Linked DNA regions of Mus musculus: region 1 is linked to region 2. Evidence: chromatin contacts called from public HiChIP or PLAC-seq data. All regions are on one chromosome and are shown on one strand. Each heading gives the region's core, a stretch centred on a gene start, on an enhancer-like site or on the middle of the called end of the contact. The rest is flanking DNA. Distances are from core to core; before and after follow the strand shown. Region 1 has its middle 97 kb from the start of Gm26054. Region 2 has its middle 24 kb from the start of Gm46018.

Region 1 (4,359 bases), core at 1,603-4,102, 370 kb before region 2:
TGACATCTCTTGGAAGGTCTACTGTGTCCAGGTATCTTTCTAGCCCTGTCATGGGTATGAATTCATCAGATTCTTGCATTAACCCCTTGGCAGCAGATTCTACAACCATCCATTACTCTACCAGAAAAGTATAGAGACATGGAATGCTGGATAAAGGGAGCCTGCTTACATAGTGGGTGTGTGGCACCCTTGGGATTCCTGGTCCCTGCTCCCAAGCATATCAGTAGAACAGATAATAAAAGAAGGGACAGATGTATCATAACCATCACTTAATTGTGTGTGCTAATGGCTTAGAGCAGTGGGCTGCAGCACTCACCATGGTGAATACACCCACAGAAAGTAGTCACAGCAGTCCCTGGTGAACACCATGATACATGTGGACTCTTCAACAGACTAACCTCTGCAAATCACCACTTAGAATAGTCAATGACAAAACCCATTGCTGTTCCCTTAGCAGCAATCAAACTAATGGGCAGGAAGTAACTAAGAATTAAAGTCTAGCTAAGGAAAAAAAAAAAAAAGCCCTCAATCAACAGAATTAATTAAGCACTTACTTCCTCTTCCATATCCTAATCCCAATATATCTCTGGGCTCAAGACCTTGCCAAAACTCACAGGCATTCCCCAGTCTTCCCTTTCTATCTCTACCCACATCCCCACACATTTGTGTCTGCTCTTCACAAACCATAACTCCATTGAGAGTGCTGTGACAAGGATCACTGTGAATGATGGTGCTTTCACAATGGTGTCTCTGGAGCCTTTCACCCCTTAAAAACTATGTATGCAATCTCCATGAACAGCAGCCCTGTTAAGCACCTTGGACAGGGCTGCCTCCACTTAAGTGCTCAGTGTACTCAGAATCACACACCTACCTAATGTTTGCCTTATTTCTCATCTCTCTAGGGCCAGGATAGGGAAGTCAACACAACCTCTTTCCACCCTGATTTTTAACCTTCTGTGTGCTGCTATGAGATTATGACCACATCTATCCCCCATTATCCTCTTTGTACTCTGTTCCCTTTCTTTCATCTTCTCAAACAGCCCTGCTTCTACTTTTAGGCCACGGGGAGTGTAATATTTGTTTTTGTTAGTTTGATTTAATTTACTTAACATAACAATCTCCAATTCCATCCATTTCCCTGAAAATGACATAATTTTGTTATTTGTGGCTAACTAGCACTCCACTGTGAGCCACATTTTCTTCATTCTTTTATCGTGTTATGAACATCTAGGCTGGTTCCATATCTTAGTAATTATGACACAGCAGCAATAAACAGGGGTAAGCATGTGTCTTTGCAGAATGAGTATCTTTTAGGTGAAACCAAGGTAAGCCTAGCTGAACTGTACTGCCCTGATATACTGTTGAATTCTGGCAGTGGCATTCGGTAACAATAGTTACAACTTGACCTATGAAGCCAATTTCATAGTGTTTGTTTGCTTGTTTGTTTATTCTAGCAAAGAATCAAAGAATTTCCTTTAAGGTTCAGTGCTTCAGAAAAGTCTTGGATCTCAGAGGTGGAGAGGTCCCTGTAGTTTCCATAAAATAGTAGGGTGAGAGACTAAGATCTAGAGTGCTGGTATCCAAGATTCTGAATGAAATTCCAGTTCATCAAATCCCCAGCAGCATAAATCAGTATGCCCACTCAGAAGCATTGGAAAACCCAATGCCTTTGTAAGAAAAACAAGGATAATTGAAATGGGAGGGAAAGAACAAATGGAATTGTATATATATATAAATGGACTCTGGCCTGGTCATGGCAACCTCCTCTTGCTCAGAAGAGTCTCTGCCACAAGCCTCATCATGGTTGTGGTATAGTGTAGCTGTCCAGCAGCCATGGAGAACTGGGTATACCTGAAAGGGATGCTGGGAATGAAAAAGGACAGGCAGGAAAGAGAAGGATGAAGCCAAGACAAAGATTTCTGATCAAGGCTCAAAGTTTAATTTTCAGCTCTGCATTTATATAGGCAAACCCCACAGACCCATCCTTTTGTTTAAGCTGAATTGAGTTGCAAAGCAAACTCAGCAGGAGGTCAACTCCTCAAGGATCTGGTAGGGAAATGCAAATGTGGTGAGGCCTGGTGCTGACTCCAGCCAGGTTTGTTTAGCCTATTCAAGGCTGGGGGAAGGACACAGTATAGATGTGAAGTTCCCTGCAAATGTTCATGTATTGAGGGCACAGTCTCTCTGTGTTAGTAGGGTTCTTTAGAAGAATAAAACTAATAGATTGAATACACACAGAGGGGGAGAGGGAAAGGGAAGAAGAAGAAGGAGAGAGGAAGAGAGATAGAGGCAGAGATAGAAGGAGATGGGGAGGGGGAGGGAGGGAGGGAGGGAGGGAGGGAGAGAGGGAGGGAGGGGGAAGGGAGGGAGAGAGGGAGAGGAGGGGGGAGATCAGAGTCTCCAGTGCTCCATTGTTTAGAGATGGTACTATGGGAGGTGATTGAGCCATGATGACTGTGATCACATTGATGGGCTAAACCATTGACCTATGAGTCTTATATAACAGGAACAAGGTAGGAATTCTAGGAGTTAGAAGGCTATAGATTACTGAGATGTGCCCTCAAAGGGCATATTTTTCCTCCATCCCTTCCACAACCTGCTCTCTTCTCACCTTTGTCACCATATGGTGAGCAGCTAGATTCCACCTTCCACCAGGATGCTTGGTCTCTCATCACACAGAACCAACAGAGCCAAGTGACCATTTACCAAAACCTCAGATGCTGAGACCCAAGATAAACCTTTCTTCCTTTCAAGTAGCTTGCCTTGATGCTGACACACATTATGTAGCTAAACAGCTAAGTTCTGGGTTGGTCCCTTTCCACAGAACAGCTGAGCCCTGCTTGGTTAAATGATTCCACTCACAGAGCTTCCTTACAGCAGGCACAGGGGCAAATAAGCTTCAGCCCTTCATCAGCCAAAGCCTGCATGATCACCATCTTCTCTTCTCTTCTTCCTCATCTGTTCACACCTCAAAACCAGACCCCTTATGTTTACCTCTCAAGTCCAGAGATGACTTATCCAAGACCAAGCTCAAACAGTAGTACAGACAAGCCACAAATCTGGCATCCCCAACTCCAATGTTCCAGCCTTCCCCTCATCCCCTAACACCACCTCCCAGAAGCTTCCGACTCTGACATTAATGTTCTGAGCTTGCCATACCTTTCGATCACTCTAAGTGATTCAGTCCACGCTACATTAACACACTAATTGCCAGCAGGGCACATTACCATGTCCTAATTACTAACTAGAAGGATTGTCAATCTGCTATCATGCTCAAAGACGATCCCAGGTCTCTTCTCAAGGTTGGGCATAAGGAGGGGAGGTGGGATATAATAAACTACTCATTCATGTCCTGCTGACAGCCACCTAGAAGGTCCTCTCAGGGCTTGCTTTGGGGACTAGTAAAAATTTGGGAGCAATCTACAGATTCTCAGAGGAAGGAGCGTGGAACCAGGCCTAAGGGACCAGCAGTGTGATAAGCTCTGGATACAGAACTGTCCACTGATGCTCATGGGTCACCTCTGTGTCTCCTTGAGTTATTCCAGTGCCATGACTTTTTGGTCCTAGAATGAAGATAAATGCAACACCTATCTCATATTTTCATTAATTAGTTTATTTATTCACTTTGCCTCCTGATCACAGGCCCCTTCCTTCTGGTAATCTTTCCTCATGCCCCTCTTCCCTTTCCTCTGAGGAGGGAGAGGCCTCCCTAGATATCACATCCCACCTTTGCACATCAAGTCACTGCAGGACTAGGCACATCCTCTTCCACTAAGGTCAGATAAGGTAGTCCAGTTAGGGGAACAAGATCCAGAGGCAGGCAACAGATTCTGGAACAACCCCGACTCCAGTTGTTGGGACACCCACATGAACACCAAGCTGCATATCTGCTACATATATGAGGGGACATGGGTCCATCCTATGCTTGCTCTTTGGTTGGTAGTTCAGTCTCTGGTGAACCCCATAAGTGTCCAGATTAGTTGAACCTGTTGGTCTTCTTGTGGAGACCCTATCCCCTCAGGGTCCCTCAATCTTTCTCCTGACTCTTCCACAAGGCTCCCTAAGTTCCATCTAATGTTTGGCTGTGGGTCTCTGCATCTCTTTCCATCAGTTGTTGGGTAGAGCCTCTCAGAAGACAGTTATGCTAGGCTTTTGTCTGCAAGGATAACAGATTATCATTAATAGTGTCAGGGATTAGTGCTTGACCACAGGATGGGTCTCAATTTGGTCTAGTTACTTGTTCACCATTTCCCCAGTCTCTGATCCATCCCTGTCCCTGCATTTCTTATAGACAGGACAAAGTTTGGGTTTAAAGTATTGTGGGTAGGTTGATGTCCTTATTCATCCACTCAGCCAGGG
Region 2 (4,294 bases), core at 1,211-3,710:
CAAAAGCACCTTCATTGACATTTTCCCCAAAGATGTCAGGGAACATGAAGGCAAGAGTCACCTGACACCAGGATCTAAAGCAAACTTTGTCTGCCTTAGCTTAGTGCTGCCTCCCAACACCTTTAACAATTCATTTTTGCTTGAAAAGAAACCCAGCTTCATTCGGCATAGCATTCAAGACTCTGTCTCTAACAGCCAGCCTCATTCCCCTATTGTTGAATAGCAGTTTCTTCCAAGATTAAATCTTCTGTCTTGGAGGAAAGCTTGTTAAAGCAGAGGTTGTTAAAAAAAAGTGGGGGGAGGTGAGGTAAACCAGGGGCATGTTCTAAAGGGAAGACAGATACTCCATCCTGCAGGAAAGTTCCTTAAGCTCAAGAAGTAAACAACACAAAGACTTCAGGAAGTCCCTGATACTGACCAGATTCATTAGCCTCCTCCCTCCCCAAGAGCATGTATATAAGAACTAAACACTGATGTGAGTCACTCTCAGACAAGCTGAACTGCCTGAAAGAAACAGAGACTAGACAAGATATCTAGAAGAGGCTCAGACCAATGAAACTACCTAGAAAAGGTAATCGCAAATCTGTTGATCCCGTAAACATATTCCTATAAGTAGCAGTGATAAAATTTATTCATCAACTGGACTTTGATGGAATCTATACTTTAGTATGTCATTGTTTCCCTATCTGGTGTGAGTAGACATTTGTTCACATCTTCCCAGAAGTAGTGTCACACAATACTCGTCTACATGCACATCTGCACACAGATGCACATGCACACACCCTTTCATCCACACTGTCCACACCTTGATGGTGCCATTCCCCTCCTAGAAGCACTTCCTTCGATGGCATTTGCATTCTTCTTTTTCCTTTTCCCATTTCTGTAGGATAGTGGGATGCATATGTGTATATGAATGTTCGCATATGTATAGGCACATCATGTGTGCATGGACACCCAGGTGGATGTGTGGAATCTTCCTCAACTGCTTTTTCACCTTATTCATTGAGGCAAGGTCTCTCAAACAAACCCAGAGCTTTTGGATATGGCCAGCCCTGCTAGCTCTGGGGGTCCTGGCTCTGCCTTCAAAGGCTGAATATACAGGGAAGCTGCTATGTCCACACAGCATTTACTAGGGTTCTAGGGTCCAAGCACATCATAACTACTTGCTGCTGACCTGTCTCTCCAGCTCTGCTTACGCTGTTCCTTACACTTAAAACCCCTGTTCAAAGAGCCTTTGGGAAGACTCTGTGAAGAGCATTGGTTAGATGTGTTCTACTTCAAACCATACCCCAATTCTTACCAACCAAATGAGCCTGGGTAAGTCCAGACAGCATCCCTCTAGTGCTGATCAAAGAGTTTCCTCAAGCATGGTTATTTCAGAAACTACAACTGCCATAGTCTCTCTCCTGGGCCAGTCCTACCCCTCATTTCTAGGTGGTATTTCTACCATTTTCTGCCTAACTCTACTCTTAAGTCCCTGAGCTAATTTAATTGCTACCTCCAGTCAGGCAGCCTTGGGTTCCATCTCAGCTCTGGCATCTCCTAGTTGTGTAGTGCTAAATCAACTCTCAGAACTTTAGTTACTCCATGTGGAAATGAATTTAATGTTTAAAACTGAAAGAGTTCCACAAGAATGAACAGCAGGGTCTCGGGACAGCACAGGTGCATTGGTGGTGCCAGGGGTGGGGTTGTGGATACTGCTCTGTAGGGTTATGGAGAAGACAGAAGCTCCTGGCCCTGGGGATCCTCATCAAGGAGCCCTGCATGGCCCTAACCATCCTGAGCCACACAAACACAGACATCAGCACAGTTGGCATTTGGTAAGCCAGTTCTCATCAGCCTCTCTCTGCCCCTTGGGCAACATTATGGATGGCACTCGGTCTCTTTCCAAGCTCTGTGCTTTCAGAGTAAAAGGCCTCTTTTTCCTCCTCCCTGGGAACCCCTAGGCTAGCAGACATCCTGTCTGTCCCCCCAACAAGAGGATTTCTGCAGCCAAGTGGGATGGACATCAAATACCATGAGGGCCCAGGAGCCAGGCTACCCACTGTCTGGCTAACTTGGGCCTGGAAGGCAACTGCATACTCATGACACCCCTTCCCCTAACCCAGAAGAAGCCTACAGTGAAGTCCAGCGTGCACCTCTCATCGACCCCCTAATGAGGCTACGAGGTTTCATGCCCAGCAAGCTGATTTTAATAATGGAATACCAAGACAAGAACCAGGCCTTTCTGGGAAGAGGAGGGAGGGCAGGTGAGAGTACCATGGCTGAGGCAGAGTGACATTTCCTATATGAAGTTGATTCATGTCAGAGCAAATCTGGGCAGGGACCAGCTGATTCAGGCAGTTAAGTTATTGCTCTGCCAGCTTAATATTTTGCCATCTGCTAACCGAAGGCTCTGCTGCCTGCTGGGTCCTATAAAGACTTTTATTTATTACATTACACATGGCAACATCTGCCACCGGATGAGGCTCTACTCGGTGCCCTAATTAAACAAACACACACTCCAGCGACTGCAGAGGGCCGGGTCTCGTGGTGAGGGAGCTGAACTGTTGCAGGCTGTTAAAAACTTCAAGTGTCCCATCTAAGCTTTCAAAGCCACACATGGGATAGGGACACTCACCCCCACCTCCCGCTGGTCACTATAGATTTACAGCCCATTAATTATAGGCTGGCGAGCTGGCAAGATGACTCAGCAGGTAAAGGTGCCCACCATCAAGCCTGGAAGCTGAATTCCCAGAACCCACATGGTGGGAGGGAGAAACTGACTCTGACTCCTGAAAATTGTCTGTGGCCACAGCACCTGTGCGTCTGAGTCTGAGTTTCCAAATCCTCCAAAAAAATAAAAATAAAAATAAAAAAACTAACTTGGATTTTAGGACTTGGCTCTGTCGGTAGCCAGAATTCTTGGTTTGTGTGTCCCACTAATCTGCCGTGTGGTCTCTCACCAATTCATCCTCCCGTGTCCATGTGTGCACTCAGAAATTCTAAACAGCCTGTCAAAACAAGAAACCCTGCGGATGAGGGAAATGAGCTTTGAAATTTCCATTTGTTCTCTTTTGTTCGTTTATGCATTCGATAAGTATTTGCTGAGCATGCACCAGATAGCCCAGACACTAACAGGTTAACTGGTGAGCTGAGTGGGCATTCTGTCACCATGGAAAGGCCCTGTGGCCACAGATCAAGTGGACAGATGAGATCACTGCAAATGGGTGTGTGTGGGGGGGAGGGGTTTACAAAGGCAGGTGGGGCTGTGGACATAGCTCTGTGAGTAGCCCTTGCCTGCCATCTAGAGAACTCAGGTTCCATCACCAACACTGTGTTCATGGGAACTGGGAGTTCAAGATCATCCTAGTTATACATCGAGTTGGAGGGCAGCCTGGACTACAAGACATCAATCTTAAAGGAAGAGTATGAGAAGCCAGGCTGTCCTGTGGGCTAAGTTTCCTACAGTTCCACCTTACCTTAGACTCAGCAGCTTACAAAGCATGCATGTGTAATTTCACAGGTTAGACTTTGGACGTCAGAGGTGGCTAAAATTACCAGGCTAAAATCAAGTCACTGGACAAAACTCAATTTATTATCCAGTTGCACCTTCCCAAAGATCTAGACGAGAATCTGTGTTTTCACTCTTTTCAGTCTCAAGAAGCTGCCTTTGTGTGACCCCCCTCCCCTCCATCTTCAAAGGCAGCAACAGGTCCTCTCTCTGGCCCTGCTTCTCCAGACTTCTTTCTCTGAATCACTTCAGCTTCCATATTTTACCTTTCAGGCTTTTGGACTGATTGCAAGCAGATATTCCAAGCTAATTGTCCTGTTTTCAAGTTAGGAGACAATAACACCACCTACATACATGCCCTTTGCTCTATTGCTGAACTCTTTACACGCTCCATACATTAGGGTACAGACATCTCAGAAAGCCATCATCCTGCCAATCACAACTGGCAAGAAACTTTCTCCGAGATGTGATGGTGAGAACCCATTATGCACAGAAATAGAACTGCCAGATCCAGAAACAGGCAAGGGCTCTGTGGACACAAGCACTGGCAGGAAGTTAGCCATGAGCTGAAGGAAGTCACAAGAAAGCATGGCAACAGAAAGGCATGAGATGAATCCAAAGAGTTACAGGGGCAGACTATGTCCAGCCTTGCACAGCTGGCGGCTGACACATGATCAGAAGTTTAAACCTGGAAAGGAAGATTACGTGGGGCTAGACACAGAGCTCAGTGGTAGAACAGTTGAAAGATATGCACAAAGCCCTGTGTTCTCTACCCAGTGCCATAAAAAAGAAAAAAAAAGA

Evidence for each region. HiChIP or PLAC-seq counts read pairs in DNA pulled down with a chosen protein or histone mark.
Region 1: a contact with region 2 is called in a PDX1 HiChIP or PLAC-seq map of a beta-TC-6 cell line, with 7 times the contacts expected there. The contact joins two enhancer-like sites. A contact is called at or near these places in 2 of 115 datasets of contacts at active chromatin or transcription factors (a beta-TC-6 cell line and embryonic stem cells).

The regions. Positions count from the first base shown.
Region 1 is chr7:117,047,129-117,051,487 of GRCm38.p6, reverse strand. No RefSeq gene overlaps it. Among named protein-coding and RNA genes, the nearest start is that of Gm26054, 97 kb to the right of the region's middle. Within about 2 kb of position 2,852, at least 3 of the 459 cell types and tissues checked have an H3K27ac peak or open chromatin away from gene starts, as enhancers often do.
Region 2 is chr7:116,679,652-116,683,945 of GRCm38.p6, reverse strand. No RefSeq gene overlaps it. Among named protein-coding and RNA genes, the nearest start is that of Gm46018, 24 kb to the right of the region's middle. Within about 2 kb of position 2,460, at least 7 of the 459 cell types and tissues checked have an H3K27ac peak or open chromatin away from gene starts, as enhancers often do.